Regions from separate parts of the Ovis aries genome. Here all the other regions are linked to region 1. The links are chromatin contacts, called in public Hi-C maps. All regions are on one chromosome and are shown on one strand. Each heading gives the region's core, a stretch centred on a gene start, on an enhancer-like site or on the middle of the called end of the contact. The rest is flanking DNA. Distances are from core to core; before and after follow the strand shown. Region 1 holds the start of PTPRG (protein tyrosine phosphatase receptor type G). Region 2 overlaps PTPRG (protein tyrosine phosphatase receptor type G). Region 3 overlaps PTPRG (protein tyrosine phosphatase receptor type G). Region 4 overlaps PTPRG (protein tyrosine phosphatase receptor type G).

Region 1 (3,897 bases), core at 416-2,915:
GGGTCCGCCAGCTGCTAACAGCCTGCAAAAAGGCAAAGATGCAGGTAGGCAGGGCGCGAGACAGAAAAAAAATCCGCCCGGGAGCGAACAGCAACCCAGCCGCCGACCCGCGCCCGCCCCCCACCCGAGCAGCCCAGCCAAGCAAAGGGGGCCGCGGGCCCGGGATGGGGGAGTCACGGATCTCCTTAAACCTCCTGCTCCCTGCTCTCCCACCGCGCCCAGGTCCCCGAGCCAGGAAGGTTCCCTCGCGCCGGCACCGAAGCGCAGCCCGCGCCCCAGCCCCGAGCTGAGGTCGTCCCTGACCCCCGAGACCCGAACGCAGGCTGCTCCAGACATCCCCAATCCTCCACGGCCAACCTCGAGCTTCCACTCCACGAACATCAGCCCCTCCAAAGAGTCGCGGAGCAACAAATCCAATCCCCCCTTCTGAGCTCCTTCAATCCTCGCCTGAGCGGGGAACGCACCCAGGGCCCCCACAAACCCACAGAGGCATCCTCCCCATAGCCCCACTGTCCCCAACAGCCTCAGAGCTCTAGCTCTCCTGCACAGCGGCGGAGCAGCGGAACGAGTCTTCTCCCGACTCCGGATCCCCCAGGCCCCCAAAGCCGAGCGAGAAATAGACCCCTGCGGCTCCCGTTCCTCTCCCCGGCCAGCTCTTTGCTTCCACCCTCCCCAACCACAAGCCTCCCTAAATTACGCCGCCAGAGTCAGCGGAGCGGATCCCTCTCTCCTCCCCGGGTGCTCGACCCCCACTTAACCCTCTCCGGGGTCCCTGGGACGGGCGCCTGAGCTCCATGCCCCGGCGGCAACTCCGCTTCCCCCTCGCGCGCTGGCCAGGGCCGCGTCCCCTCGGCGGTCAGCACTCACCGGGGAAGCACACGACATAATGGAGCACGGAACTGGTGATTTTCAGGAACAAAATCCACCAACACGGTTCCAGTAACCTCCGCATGTCCGAAAACGCACATCGAAAAGAGGAAGGCAGGGGGGGGTAAACTTGTTGAATAAGTTCTTGCCTCGGTGTGAGCCTCCGCTAAGCCCCGGCTCTTCGCCTGCTCGCCTGCTTTACGGGGCCCCCGCGCTCGGCCGCCCGAGTCCCCCTCTGGAATCTGGGAAGCCGCCGAGCGCCCCCCAGAAAATCTCAAAAAGTGGCCGAGAACGCGGAGCCACGCTGGGGACGATCCTCGGCGGAGAAGAGCTGCTTTATGTTCAAAAAGGAGCGAGTCGAGCGGGCAGGGCGAGGAGTCGGCGGGCGGCGGCGATGCCCGGAGCCCCGGGCAGGCAGAGACCGCCGGCGGCGGCGGCGAGTAGCCGAAGATCCCCAACTTGAGTCGGCAGCGGAGCCCGAGAGCCGGCGGGCGGCGGCGGGGCTGAGCGCGGCGCGGCGTCTCCGGGCTTCAGGCAGGCAGCTCCTTCCAGGGCCCAGGGAAGGAAGGAGGCATGTTTGCAAGCGGGGAAGGGGAGGGTAGAGGCGGGGGGAGAGCGAAGAGCCCCCAAAATAGAACAGCCGGAGGAAACCGAGGAAAACACAAAGGCTCTCAGAGGGGCGCAAGGGCGAGGGCGCCTTCAGTCCATGCTCCTGAAAGTTGTGGCTCTGGCGCGAGCTGGGGAGGATCGGGGAGCGCGGGGCTGGAAACTAGCCATGCCTCCATACAGGAAGTAACATGTGAGCATGGATCCTGGCAGAGACTTTAAAGCCGGCGAGCGAGCGAGCCGGGGACGCGCGGCGGCGGCGGTGGCGCGCGAGCAGTGGGCGCGCGGCGACCGCGGGGACGCGCAGCCGGGCTGCCGGTCGCGGGCGCGCGCGCCGCGAGCTCTTAAAGCTGCAGCGCGGGGCTCCCGCCTCGGGCGTCCCACAGCTAGGTTCTCCCCGCGCGCTGCTGAGCCGGCCGGGGCAGTTTCGGGACTGGGGACCCGCTCTGGTCGGGTCTCGGAGAGAGGGAGGAGGGCGACTGCTTTCGCGGGCTGGCGAGTCTTTGCCTGTTTCCCGTCTTTCGAGCTCTTAAAGACGCCACTGTTTGAGCGGGCTTGGCTCGGTCTCCCCCCGCCCCCGTCTGCGTTGCTCGCGGATGGCGAGAGTCGGGGGGACCCCGGCTCGGGTCTGAGGAGAGGAAGGGGCGGCCGGCTGCGTTTATAAGGCTGCAAGGTTTCATGCTGGGTTTCTTCGCACTGGCAGCGCCACGGCGGGGCGCGCCCTGCTCGTCCCCTGCTCGAGCCCCCAGCCCGATGAATTCCCCGCCAGGAAACAAAGCCGAGCGGCCTTTGCACTCCGGCTCCGCTTTGCGATTTAATTTTTTTCCCCCCTTTTCGGGCTTCCATTGGCCTTGTTCCCGGCTGGGGAGGGGTGGGGGAGGGGAGGAATACCGATCCTAGGCTTGCAAGATCCAGCCCTTTCGAGTCCCACGCCCCCTTTCCCCACGGCACGGCTGATCAGTGGCCGAGATTTCCCAACTCGCCGCTCCACGGGAGGAGGGAAGGTTCCCGCACTCCAGCCTGGTGGCGGGGAGGCCGCAGGAAGTGCGCCTCTTACCCCTCGCTGGGTGAAAGCTGCGCCCCGGGGCTGGACCGATTTCCTGGCAGCTACGCGGGGAGCGGCAACCTCTTTAGCAATCGTGGAGAGGCGTCCGAGGGAAATGGGAGAACAGGGCTTATCTGTAATGAGTTTTGTCCTTTAGTTCGTGGAGAGAAAGATCTTTATCGCTTAGACTTCTAAGCGCCCTATTTTCCCCTCTTAACGCCGGTGCTAAAGTGGGGGAGGCGGGCTTTTGATTAAACGTGTAACTGAGCCAAAGTAATTAGCCATTTGTAATTTTTGCCTAATTTTTTTGCCTCTGTTTAAACGCCATCTAGACTTGTTTTTAACTTGCCCCTGCTGCTTCAGCCCACCCCGCAGGGTCCCCCACCCAACCAAACAGCCCAGCCGGATGCTCGGTTTTCAAATGTACAGATGTTCCAGAGCCTCCCCCAAGATGTTATTAGGGAAGCACTTTCACACCCACACTTCCAGAAGAAAAACCTTTGAAAAGTTGCATTTGGGATTACGAACTAATAAAAACCAGGAAGTTCCCGGGGAGGGCCCGCGCTCTATCTTTAGCAAAACGGGGGTGAACACTCTCCCCCAGGGTGGAGAATCAGTCGTTTGTTTGCTTTGGCATTTGGTCCTTCCTGGTTTTGTTCGAATCCTACTCCCCCATAAATGCTCGGAGAGGGTCAGTTTTCTTGGGAGTGTATTTAAGGGATGTCCACTGGTTAGTAGGAGTTTTCAGAGAGGTGCATAGGACCCCTGGGTGTCTGACTAGCTCGTTAAAAACTGAGTGATAAAATGGGGAAATCTCTGGAATTTGAATCAGGACAGAACACCTGAATAGACATACCCAAGTGACTTTCCTCTGCAAAATAACAATAAAAACTGCCGGTTGTGGAATGCTTACTATCTACCAGCTACTGTGCGAAATTCTTTCTCTAAATTGTTCATTCTATAAATTCATTGAGCAATTATTGAGGAAGGGAAGGGGACACACCCATGAACAAAAAGAGGAGGTCCATGACCTGTGTGGACCTTCCAAAGTAAGGATTCACTCCCTCACAACCCTACAACAGTTCTTACAGCAGTTAGAATTATTCTCCCCACTGTAGACAAGGAACCATGCACAGGGGAGTAAAATAACAGATCCCCAGCTGCTGCTGCTGCTGCTGCTAAGTCGCTTCAGTCGTGTCTGACGCTGTGTGACCCCATAGATGGCAGCCCACCAGGCTCCCCTGTCCCTGGGGTTCTCCAGGCAAGAACACTGGAGTGGGTTGCCATTTCCTTCAGTGCATGAAAGTGAAAAGTGAAAGTGAAGTCACTCAGTCAAGTCTGACTCGTAGGGACCCCAGGGACTGCAGCCTAACAAACAG
Region 2 (3,897 bases), core at 493-2,992, 660 kb before region 1:
TTTTCAGAGTCACAGAAAGATCACGTGGCAGCCAAGATTCAACGTGGGGCCCTCATGTCAGGCCCCGGCTCTGAGTCAGCAACTTCTCCATCTCTCATTGCATGCCTGGTACCTGAGCCATCTGGTTCAAATTCAGATTCCTGGGCTTCATCCTCTGAGATTCCGAGATGATTAGTCTGGGAGGGGCCAGTGAATGTGCATTCTTCACAGGATTCCAGACAGTGAAGCCGGATCTATGGTTTACAGGTTTCTGTAAAGACCCTGGAAGCTGTGATGTGCAAACTTCTGGCATTTTCTAGGGAAAATGTCCAAAGTCTTCAACCCAGATACATAACTTACAAATGTGAAGACGCATTGGCCTGGTTTGTGCCTCTGAAACTGAGGATCCAGGAAGTAAAGAACCTTCCCAGGGAGGTTCAGACAGGGAGAGCAAAGCCTGATGCCCTGGTCGCTCCCTCCACACTGGTCTTAGTTCGCTTCACAAAACTAGGTCTGCCAACTACAGCCCACAGGCCAGCTGCCAATTTTTGTCAATCAAGTTTTACTGGAACCAGGACTGAGATGATCGTGGGGCAAGTAAGACAGAGAATATCCTGTCTTCACGCAAAGTTTTGATTTTTTGCTGCTGTTCATGGGTATTTTACACTGATTTTGGTTTAAAAAATATTCCATTTAAAGATGACATCTTTAATGACATCTTGATGACAAAGTTTTTAAGAGCTCCTTTAAATTCTTCACCAAAGTGCATTCTCCTCTTGCCATGCCCCAAAGCTGAGCTGAAACATTCCACTAGACCCTAAATCAGCTAACTAGATCATGCTCAAAATCCAAAGACAGCACTCCTCCCTGTGGCTAGGAGACAATTCTATGATCTGATACAGTAGCAGACACATGCACGGTTGGAAAATAACGTTAATTTTTAAAAATAATCACTTCACCCTTCTTCCCCTCCTCTTGCCTGTGAAACCTCCTACCTAAAAGACAGGCCAAAATGGCCCAGGCTTTTCAGGTGTGACTGCAAAAACCCACACTGATGTTTAGAGGTCAGGTTTGTAGTCTCATGTGTACGTACTGGAACAGGAAAAAAGACAAAGCCCAAAGGAGAAGGGCTCAGGGCAGACGAGAAGGCCAGCTCCTCACCTTGGAAGAGCATGGTCTGGCTGAAGTCACTCCTCATGTCGTTGCGACACACGGCCTGGACCCGGAACAGGTAAAGGCTGTCGGGTGAGACGTGGCTAATGGTGGCTTTCTGCAGGGTGAGGAAAGGACAGGAGTAAAGCCGAATATAAAAGACTGTTAAGCATCACATGTAGGTTTCTGGGTGCCATGCAAAGCCCAGCAAACACGGTGCTTCCTCACTGACCAAAGGCTCACTCTGAAAGGAACAAGCATTCAGAAGCAACCTCACCTGGGAGTATGTTCTCAACACAAAAATATGTAGAGTCAGAGAAGGGACACCAGCCTCGACATAGATGCTGGACTCCGTCTTGGAGTGTGCCTTCAGCCCTGTTTGTACCCATGAGGCTGGGACTTCTATCGAAACTGCTCTACCTTGTAAACGATAATGATTTACCATCTAGAATCATCAAGTGTACTGAATTTCCGGGGCCATGCAGAGTTTAGAGAAGCCACAACGAAGTCTCTGTGTTACTGTTTCTTTGCAGTTTAAAGGCACTGTTGTACCTTGACCTTGGATAACACAAGGCATGAAGCTGGAAGAATACCCGACCGGAAGTCAGAGGACAAGAGATCTACCTGTGTCATGCCACTCACCAGCTCTGTGATTCTGAGTCAGCTGCTCAATGTCTTTTGGCCTCTGCTCCCTCCAGCTGTTAAGCGGAGAGAGTAAGATTTCCCTCGCAGGGTTCTTGTGATTGTCATACAACACAGGTCAAGCAAGCCTTGATTGGTAGTCCTCACCACACAATAGAAACCACGCCCCTGGTCTAACACAGGGGTTGGCAAGTGACAGCCCACAGCCCCAGTCTGGCCCGCTGTTTGTTTTCTGTAAATAAAGTTTTATTGGCACACGGCCATACACATTCATTTCCCTGTTGCTGTGGCAGCTTTCACCCTTCAGTGGCAGAGTTGAGTAGTTGCCCACAGATGCCTTAAAACCTAATATCTTAACTCTCTGACTCTTTCAAGAGAAAAGTTTTCCAATCCCTGGTCCCAGGTCAGGAGCCAAATCCAGATCCCCATCCCGCAAAGCTTTACTCCAAGAGACTTTTAAAAATCAGAAAATGGAAAGTGCCTAAAAAGTTGGCAGGGCTTGCTTACCCAAAGAAACAAATAGCAAAAGCAACTGATTTTTAAAGACTCCCTGATGTTGAAATGTCTCGTCACTGAATTCTGGGCCAGGTCCAGAAAGCAGCTCTGGAAGCTTAACCACTGAGTGGGTTTCCCCCAAGGTAGCTATTGAAAACCTCTGCAGAGGCATTAACAAGTTACTGTGGCCATGCCTGCTGCCTGCTGCCTAGCAAATGTATTCCTGGGTAGAGCGGGAGGTTAGGGTCCCATTATTTCACTTTCAGCCTACCTTTTGGAAAAGGCAGGCAACAACACCTGTTCCCCAGGCTGGCAGTGAGGGTGCGTGTGTCAGGGGGATGCTGGCAAAAGCCAGGAAAATGCTTGGGGAATGTTTCTGGGCCACAGAAACCTAAATTGGAGAAAAGCTTTGCTGCCACTAAGTCAGCACTCTCAACTTCTTGAGGAATTAAGAAAATTAATTTTGTGTGTCCCCAAAGAAAAGAACCACCCCTAGAAATCCTTATAAAAAACTTGCTGTCAAAGCATGTTTTTCTCTACATCTCTCTCTTTCTCTGAAACTCATTTATGCCTCAGTCTCTAAACCTGTGACCTCGTCTTCTGTGCAGAGCAAAAATCTTCGCTTCCTCTAAGCAGGGATTTATTAGAATTCACTCTGAGCTGGTATCTATTCATCTTTGCATGTTTAATTATCTCCCACTTAGTATAAGAAACCGAATAAGCGCCTAGCTAGTTTCTGCTGATTAATGCAAGCCCCTTCAGCTCAGAAAGAGAAACCTCCCTCCCGGACTTCAGGTCCTGACAAGAGAAAAGGTTAAAACACATCACAACCTTGGGTGCCTTTCAACAGATTCCTCTCTGATTTCTTGAAGCTCATCATTCCCTAATGTGACCCAGATAACAACATCTAGTGGGGAAATTGAAAGTATAAATGGAAATGAAGTAAAAGAATCGTCATCTGAAGCAATACGGAAAGTATTACTCTGTAAGTGATTGAACGGGCCCTGGGGACTCTGTATTGGGAAGAAAAAAAGCAGTAACAGTCATTAAGAATCCCACTCGGTGCTATTACATTTTTCATGTACATATACAATGATGGGCTTCATTATCCCAAAGACTTCTTTTGATTAACAATAAACGCCAGGCTTTCAAACCCAAATGTGTCGCTTTGAGTTTCCGGGCAAAGATGTAAAGACCAGCGCTTGTTGGAGTGATTGCTTTTCTAGGGGAAGAAGACTTGGCTTCTGCAAACATCTGTTCTCAAGGGCCTTGTTGGGGGCTGGCCACTAAATATTTATGCACATCTAAGATGAAACACGGAACTGGGCATGTGTAGCTCAAAAGTGAAGTCAGGTATTACAGGCTCTGAGAGCCTGAGAACTGTGGTTAAAAATGGTGTGGTCGCCGAGGTCTCGCAGGTAGAAGGCGTGAGGCAGATGAAATGTGACAGAAGGGAGCGGTGGGGACTGCAGAGGGTTGCCTGGTGGGGGTGAGGGGAGGAGGGGTGGGAAGGAGGAAGGCAGAGGGGGAATAACTGCAGTAATGGTAACAGCGAGCACTGAGAGTGCTCACACTGTGCCCGGCCCCGCTGTACGGTTAACTGTGTAACGCACTTAGCATTTATGCTAA
Region 3 (3,897 bases), core at 569-3,068, 630 kb before region 1:
TAATATTCAAACATCTCAAGAGTCAGCAACGGATGCACACCATGATCACTGTAACCTTGGAAGATGAAGAACTGATTCCCTCTACGTAAGGATGGGTCCTTGGTTCTGCTCAAAATCAAAGAAAGCCCATTCGGTGGAGGACACCGCCCACTCTGACAATTTAACACAATGGAAACCAGTTGCTCTCTAATTTCCTTGGGTAAGAAGGACTATACACCCTCTCTGCACAGCTGGTATATCAGATGGTCAAGCCCATTTATTAGGAAAGAACTTTGTAACTGTCATAACGTCAGCATTTCCAAGCTACCAGATCCTATACTCACTTGTGATATAAATTCCCCATCCTGCAAATGTCCCACCTCTTGCAACATAGTCAGCCCTAAAAGTCCTCCTTTCCCTAAGCATGTTCTCTTGGGAGAAAGCTTTACAGTTTGGCCGTTTGCTTTATTTTTAACTTGGATTGAAAAAAAAAAAATTGGCCAAATGAGGTTCTTCATGCCAGTCCAATCCAAGATATTTTACAGGTTTGCGTGCTTCTCAACCTTCCTGCTGTTCCCAGTTGATAAATGATGCCCTTGACAAAGTGTCAGCCCCAAATTAGTTGATTCTCAATTATGTCTTGATGGAACCTGGCCAGACTAGCTTCTTCGCACCATCCTCTGACAGAACTACACCAACAGGAAGGAGATGATCACATTGTTAAAACTCCCTTTCCTCTTCTTTTAGCTCCTTTACAGATACATGAGCCTGGAAAATGGGCTCATTCTTATCATCAAAGGGCACATCAATGCAGTTATTTCTGGAATATCAACTCACTCCTCTTGTTCCTATAAAGGTCATATGCCAGTAAACTGGTCCCTTTTATTGGAGGGAGGGGTATGTACACTCCTGAAATAAAGCCCTTGCATATAACTCACGACGCTAAAAATACCACAGTCTACTGTCAACGTCAATAAATGACAAATGCTTCCCACATCACCCAAGCTCACTATTTCAAAGGAGAGAACTGATTTGGGAAAGACCCATCTCTTCAAACCCAAAGGAAATACCTTCTTTTTCCTTCCTCCCTTCCAAATACTGGGTCTTTGACAAACCTTATTCCTCCAAGAGTTTCCTGAGCTCTGTGTTTTTATGACAAATCACAGAGCTTGAAGGTTGGGCTGAGGGTAGAATCAGACTTTCCAATTTCCTGGGAGAGAAATTCATGACCATTTCCCATGAGAAAGAAAGGAGAAATGGAAAAAGATTAGGACACAAGCAAGTTATGAAACTTATGTTTTTCAGATCTGGGAGTTGAACTGTTAAACAATAGATCTAAAAGGTTACATGATGTCTGGTGGAGGTGGAGAGCTGGAGGGGTACTTCTTGCTTAGCATGGAAGTTAGTAAGAAAGCTGAAGACTGGGGTGTTGAAAGCAAGTCTGAGGTCCTGATGTTTGAGCTCAGAGACAAACACCTGATTGCAGCAGGGAAACAGTTAAAAAGTAAGACACCAAAAAGCTTTAACACATCAACGAGTTTAGTGCTGACACTACAAGGTCAAATTACAGAGAGAAGGACTGATATTTCGCTAGTCAAAAGGGCAATTCCGAACATATCTATTTAACTGAAGTTATTCCCACAAATGCTTCTATTTATCACCCAGACAAGTCTCTTTTAGCAGAGAAACATGCTTTTAATGCCAAGTTCCAATTCTTGGCTGGTTCCGAACTCCTTTTCACTTAAAGTAATTTATGATAAGGAAATCTTCCTCTGGGCAAGGGCACTGAATCCAAATGTACCTTTAGAGGCTTCCGTCCCCAGTGGGTTTTCTAAGAAGTCTGTCATGTCATGGTTCCAGGCGTCACGAACGGCAGACTTGTACACCACCCTGTTATTCAGGCCCTGCTGTGGCCGGAAGTTATTTCTCAGATACTCCACCGACTTGACGTGGTCTTGCTGCTCCGTGGTGAAGATGGAATAAAAAGCCTCGAGCTGAACATAGAACCAGAGAAAAGGAGAAAAAAGAAATTTGGTTAGAAGGCTACATGGTCCAAACCCAGGAGGGGTGATGGGAACAAAAGGTGCTGGGAGGTGCCCGAAGTTGAGTGGGACAGACTCAGCCAGACACAGGCTGCCGGCTGGAATCACTGCCAGTGGGCTTATCCAGCTGCGGATTCTTTTCTGTCAACTGAAAAGGAAAACACTTCATTGGAAGGTGCTTAGGACTCTTGCAGCTCGTGTCTCAGACAAGAGGCCGGGTCTTTCTGCAGCAACCCCCTAGCCATCCCTACCCCAACGCCTGGCAAGAATTTCCATATTACAGGAAGCAGCACAGAGTTACATAGTGAAACTGGTAAGTTTGAGACTCAGACTTCCTGGGTGGGAATTCTAGCTCCATGGCTCAACCACTCTGTGACCCTGAGAAAGTTGTTTAACTTCTCTTGAGCTTCAAATCTTCCTTGGTAAAATGGTGAGAATTACTGCAACATCGACCGGATTGGGTTTGCGTCAGCAGTAAATGAGATTATCCATGCGTGGTCATTAAAACAGTTCCAAGAACAGAAGAACTTTAGAAATATTCGCAATTTATCAAAAATTCTTACTAAGTACCTTCTTATATACTAGGGATACAGTTCAGCAGTTACTGTGTTACAAAGTTGACAAGCCCATGATGTGCAGGTTAAACTACTGAAGTTCAACATTTATCAGATGGGTAATCATAGGCAAATTATTCAAGCTTTCTGTAACACAGGTTTCCTCATCTATAAAATGGATACGATACTAGTACTGCCTTTCTTAAGGTTGTTAAAAAGATTAAAATCTATGAAGCAGCCAGTAAGCCCGTCGTAAAGATTAGGTGTCATTATTATTAATATTACTAGGAAACATTTTCCTCAAGACTGCTGTCTACACTTTCAGGGGAAATTAAAGAAAAATTCAGGACTCCAGGATCCTATTTATACTATCAAAAAGGATTCTTTATGGCCCTCAACATTCTGCATAGCATAAAAAAGGTCGTATGGAATCTACAAAAATAGTACAGATGAACCTATTTGGGAAGCAGAAATAGAGACACAGGTAGAGAACACATGTACGTACAGCCATGGGTAGAGGGTGGCAGTGGGATGAACTGGGAAATTGGGAGACATATATATACTACTGTGTATAAAACAGGCAACTAACGAGCATCTCCACAGGGAACTGTACTCAATGCTCTGTGGTGACCTAAGTGGAGAGGATTACAAGGGAAAATAGAAAGCCACTTCCCAAGATGAGATGGAGTGGCTTCCCTAAACTTAACAGGACCAGGAGGTGGTTAAGCCAATGGATAATAAGAGAATTAGGACCGGGATTTCTGGATGGACGTCTTGAAGCTTGGGACAAACCCCAGTGTTTCTCTAACAGCCTCACAGAATGACAGAAAATGACTGGCTTACAGTCTGAAACTCCTCTGTTTGCATGAAAAGGTACTGAATTTACACCGTCAAGAAAAATCATTTAAGTATACAGATTCACTCATCATTCCACCTCCTCTCCCAATTCTCCTGCACATGGAAAGTGATAATAAACCATGAAACCTTTTCTGCTTTTTCCTCAAGGGAATAGAAACAGGGTGATCTTTCACGCAAAAGTAGCCTGTTATTCCCCTCTTATTCTAGTTCTCTACAATTTATAGAACTTCTAACAACTCACGTGGTTGCTATTTAGAATTTGTCTTTCTTCCATTCTTCCTTGTGATGGTCCCTGTTTATGTATCACGAAGGGACAAAGGCCATAAAAGCAGAATAATTAAGAAAACTGGACTGTTTACGCTGTCCACAGGTGGCCTATTCAGATGAAAATAATTGGAGGTGCAGAAAGGGAAAAATCAGCTCCACCTAGCAAGGTGCACACACTTGGTAGAGACTACCAAGAT
Region 4 (3,897 bases), core at 371-2,870, 550 kb before region 1:
CCAGTGGCTAAGGCTCCACTTTCCTGATTCGGGGAGGCCCGGGTTCAGTCCCTAGTCAAGGAACTAGATCCCACATGCTGCAACTAAAGATCCCATATACTGCAAATAAGACCCAGTGTAGCCAAATAAATACTAAAAGTTTTAAAAAAAGATAGGGCTCCTCTGGTGCTCCAGTGATTAAGAATCTGCGTTGCAATGCAGAGGACACCAGTTTGTTCCCCAGTCCAGGAAGATCTCACGTGCCGGGGGCGACTAGGCCCACGAAGCACTATTGAGCCCACATGCTACAACTGAAGTCCTCGCACCTAAAGCCCATGCTTTACAACAAGACAAGCCAGCGCGCCTCAACCAGAGAGGAGCCCCTGCCTTCCGCAACTAGAGAAAGCCTGTGCAGCAATGAAGATTCAGCACATTCCAGGAACCAAAAATATTAACAGAAGACAGGTAAGCCTCATCCAGAGCACACAGAGAACAAAAGCTCTGGGCTTCAGACAAGCGCACTTGTATCATATATATTAAGATCCTACAGACAAAGAAAACCAACAGCAGTTTTCATGTAAACCCTGAACTCAGAATTGCAAGCTTCTCATTTGGGCAACTCAATGCAGCAGCACCACAGGTGAGTAACAATCGGATTCACCCAGCTCAAGACGGTTCCTCACTCCTCTGAGACAATGCCGAGACGGCCAAAGAGTCAAAACCTTTTGAGAGAAGCCGTAACAGACCTCTGAAATAAAACCAGCGTTAACAGCTTTAAAATCCTGCCCTAGGAAAGTGCAGGGGCCGTGGGAACAAGAGCATCCTGTGATTCACGGAGACATAGTCTCCTATAGCCTACACCAAGGGAGCTTCCTTGATCTCTCAGTTTTTCAAACCAGCTCCCACTGAAGTCTAGTTCAAAGGCATTTGCACATGCTCTTAACCTTTGTCTACTTTTCTAGGTCTAAGTGAATGTACTATTAAATCGGTGCTTGTTTCACAAATCATTGCAGTGCCTGGGAACACATTTCCCCTGGGTTCTTTAATTTCTAGGGGCTGAGATGAGGTTGGAATACCTAGAAGCAGGGTTGATTCAAATTGCTCTACAGTGTTGGGTTGGTTTTTGCCCCACCAACAACACAAATCAGTCATAATTGTACTGATCCCCTCCCTTGTGAGCCTCCCTCCCTTCCCCACATTCCAGCACAGAGCACCAGGCTGGGCTCCCCATTATACAGTGACTACTCACTATACATTTTACACACGGTAGTGTATATATGTTGATGCTATTTTCTCCGTTCATCCCACTCTTTCCTTCCACCACTGTGTCCACAAGCCCGTTGTCTATATCTGCGTTTTCATTCCTTCCCTGCAAACAGGCATCTAAGCCTTTAAGTCTTATCTTAGAATCCAGTCAAACCCTGGTTGACCAGAGTCCTAGGGGACTTCTCAGGCATGGGATGATTTCGTTATTCTTACAGCCATCAGCTAGCAGAATAACCCAAGCAGCCCGGATAGCCCACATCTACTGAGAGCAAAACCCTCTGGTATCCTCACGCAAAGCTGGGTTTCTCAATGTGAGCGCTGACATTTGGGCCAGATCAAACTGTGTTGTGAAGGGCTCTCTTGTGCACTGCAGAATTCCGAGCAGCAACCCTGGCTTCTGTCCACTAGATGCCAGTAGCACCACTACCCCAATGCGACACACGGAAGTGTCGCCAGACATGGTTTCAGGTCCTCTGGGGGGAAAACCCCCTGCACCCTTCCCTCAAAGAACCACTGCCATTAAAAAAGTTAATAAATGACTGTTCAAATGTTAACCCTGTTCACTCACAGTATCCTTATCTAACCATACCATTCATTCAATTCCCTTTATAGCCTTTTCATAAAAGGGAAAAGGCAGAAGAAAGAAAGCTGTCATCAAATCTATAAACTAATTACAGGCACAGAGTCTAAGGGAATTTAGAATGAGATCAAAGGTTTTAATTATGGGCAAAAAGAGTAAGGACAAAATTTTAAGTTATGAGAAAATACCTTTCGGGTACTGGAAAAATTAAGAGAGGCTCCGAAGCACATATACATATATAATAACTGGTACCAATGATATACACTTCTTTCTCTACCCTCTCCAACAGAACAGCCAAATTTTCTGATTCAGTTTTACACAAAGAGCAAGACCCTGGAGATACCCTACTGCTGTTGAAATACTGACTCCAACATTTATTGGCTGATACGATGTTGAGTAATTTATACTGAAAAAAGTTCCATGCCTCACCTTGTACATCAGTAAAATGGATACAATAATACCTTGGGGGGGGGTCTCAGTAAAGATCACATGAATTAAGTCTGTGATAAACACTAACTTTTATTAGAAGTGCTTGCATTCTGTTTAGAAGCATCTTTTCAACTAGTTTACCTAGAGGAAAGAGAAGGAAAAGAAGAGAGTTGTCCCTCACATCTAACCTTGGGATGCAAGATACTTTGTGTGTAGAGTGGTCCCAAGAGATCTAATTATTAATAGTTAAAGTATGTACATCTACTTCAGGGAAATCAGAGCTTAAGAAAAATCAGACAACTGGATTCACAGTAACAAAACTAGAATTCTTAGCTTAGTAGATTTCAAAGAGCTATGGGACCATGGCCAACCACTTCACTCTCAGAAGCCAGTCTCTCTTCTGTCATTTTAATGGGATCACTATAGAGTTCCCAGTGTTTCATCTGAGACTATGACAATCAGATTCAGTGACTGGTCAAAATATCTAAATTCTAAAGTAAATGGTAGAATCTAAACTGTCATTTAGTGATGTACAGAGGCAAAGAACTTGGTGACTGTCCTTGAAGTGCAATATTTAATTAAAGAAGATTTTCACATGGTCTCTTTCAAAGTTTCTTAATTATGTAATGCTTCGCCAATTATAGTTCTCCATAATGTCCACTAAGAGGAAATTTGAATTACAGGCCATTTGCAGACAGGAGATGTACTGAAAACACCTCACAGGGCATAAATGCAATGTTGTACATCCACACATCTATTCCACGATTGCACCTGCACATTAACGATGACTCTGGCCTTCACGTAATGGTAGGTCTTGTGAAATCAATTAGCTGTTAAAAAAGTTTAATTGAAACATATGTATTTTAATTCTTGCGTGTATATTAAAAAAAAAAAGTCTCTTAATTAGCCCAAAACATTCTGAAATTACACTTCTAGGCAATGTAGTGAAAGAACTGAACTTATAGCTGGATAAAACCAAGGATGTGGAAAATGTGAGAAGGATGATATTCAAACAGCAGCAACTGGAAAGGGATCAATTAGCAATCATATTAGTTTCCTTCAATTATTCCCAAAAGCAGTCTAAGGAAGAAGTTGTAAAAATCCATCACGAGTCCCTGACACAAATTCACTCAGTCTCTGACTCAAAAATAGTTTTTAGATTTTTTTTTTTTTTGCTGGGTGTTTGGTAGTGGGTTTAATATTTTTTTCCTCCTTTCCTTCTCACTCCTTCCTTTTCTCCTTCTTTCTCTTTCTCTGCTCCCTTCCTTCTCCCTTCATTCTATGGAGTAGAGGCATTCATTTCACCTTGCCCACAGGTCCAGTCGTACGTTAAGGAAAAAAAAAAAAAGAAAATTATCTATAGCCATGATAGAAAATGTGCTGTTCATTAAAACAGAAAAACCATTTCTCAAGATGGGTAAAAAAAAAAAATAAACTGAAAAGGTGACTTTAGGTCACCATAAATAAAAAAGGGTGGTTTATACTCGTGTTGTGCTTTGTAGAAAAATGGGAGGAAAATGAAAAATGGAGGAAACTCCAGTTCTAAAACTCACAAATAGGAAATCCATACTCTTATAATTAAATATTTATCATTGTGAAATTATACAGATATATAAAGACATAATTCTTGTACTCTTTTCTCG

Evidence for each region. Hi-C and Micro-C count contacts between places; a contact is called where the count stands out from the background.
Region 2: a contact with region 1 is called in a Hi-C map of tail adipose tissue, with 8 times the contacts expected there. The contact joins the enhancer-like site here to the promoter of PTPRG in region 1. A contact is called at or near these places in 4 of 16 Hi-C or Micro-C datasets (hypothalamus, omental adipose tissue and tail adipose tissue).
Region 3: a Hi-C map of omental adipose tissue shows a contact between it and region 1, with 2.9 times the contacts expected there. The contact joins the enhancer-like site here to the promoter of PTPRG in region 1. A contact is called at or near these places in 2 of 16 Hi-C or Micro-C datasets (muscle and omental adipose tissue).
Region 4: a contact with region 1 is called in a Hi-C map of hypothalamus, with 4 times the contacts expected there. The contact joins the enhancer-like site here to the promoter of PTPRG in region 1. A contact is called at or near these places in 2 of 16 Hi-C or Micro-C datasets (hypothalamus and tail adipose tissue).

Annotation. Positions count from the first base shown.
Region 1 is chr19:39,928,872-39,932,768 of ARS-UI_Ramb_v3.0, forward strand. It overlaps PTPRG (protein tyrosine phosphatase receptor type G), which reads right to left and starts at 1,666. Exons shown (of 29, transcript XM_060402273.1): 1 at 868-1,666. The coding sequence starts at 952.
Region 2 is chr19:39,267,914-39,271,810 of ARS-UI_Ramb_v3.0, forward strand. PTPRG (protein tyrosine phosphatase receptor type G) reads right to left here. Exons shown (of 29, transcript XM_060402273.1): 10 at 1,141-1,249. Among named protein-coding and RNA genes, the nearest start is that of CEP15, 160 kb to the left of the region's middle. Within about 2 kb of position 1,743, at least 6 of the 54 cell types and tissues checked have an H3K27ac peak or open chromatin away from gene starts, as enhancers often do.
Region 3 is chr19:39,297,378-39,301,274 of ARS-UI_Ramb_v3.0, forward strand. It overlaps PTPRG (protein tyrosine phosphatase receptor type G), which reads right to left. Exons shown (of 29, transcript XM_060402273.1): 8 at 1,781-1,973. Among named protein-coding and RNA genes, the nearest start is that of CEP15, 190 kb to the left of the region's middle. Within about 2 kb of position 1,819, at least 7 of the 54 cell types and tissues checked have an H3K27ac peak or open chromatin away from gene starts, as enhancers often do.
Region 4 is chr19:39,381,806-39,385,702 of ARS-UI_Ramb_v3.0, forward strand. The region is part of intron 5 of PTPRG (protein tyrosine phosphatase receptor type G); the gene reads right to left. Among named protein-coding and RNA genes, the nearest start is that of TRNAE-UUC, 230 kb to the right of the region's middle. Within about 2 kb of position 1,621, at least 6 of the 54 cell types and tissues checked have an H3K27ac peak or open chromatin away from gene starts, as enhancers often do. A contact at or near this core is called in hypothalamus, where this site is marked.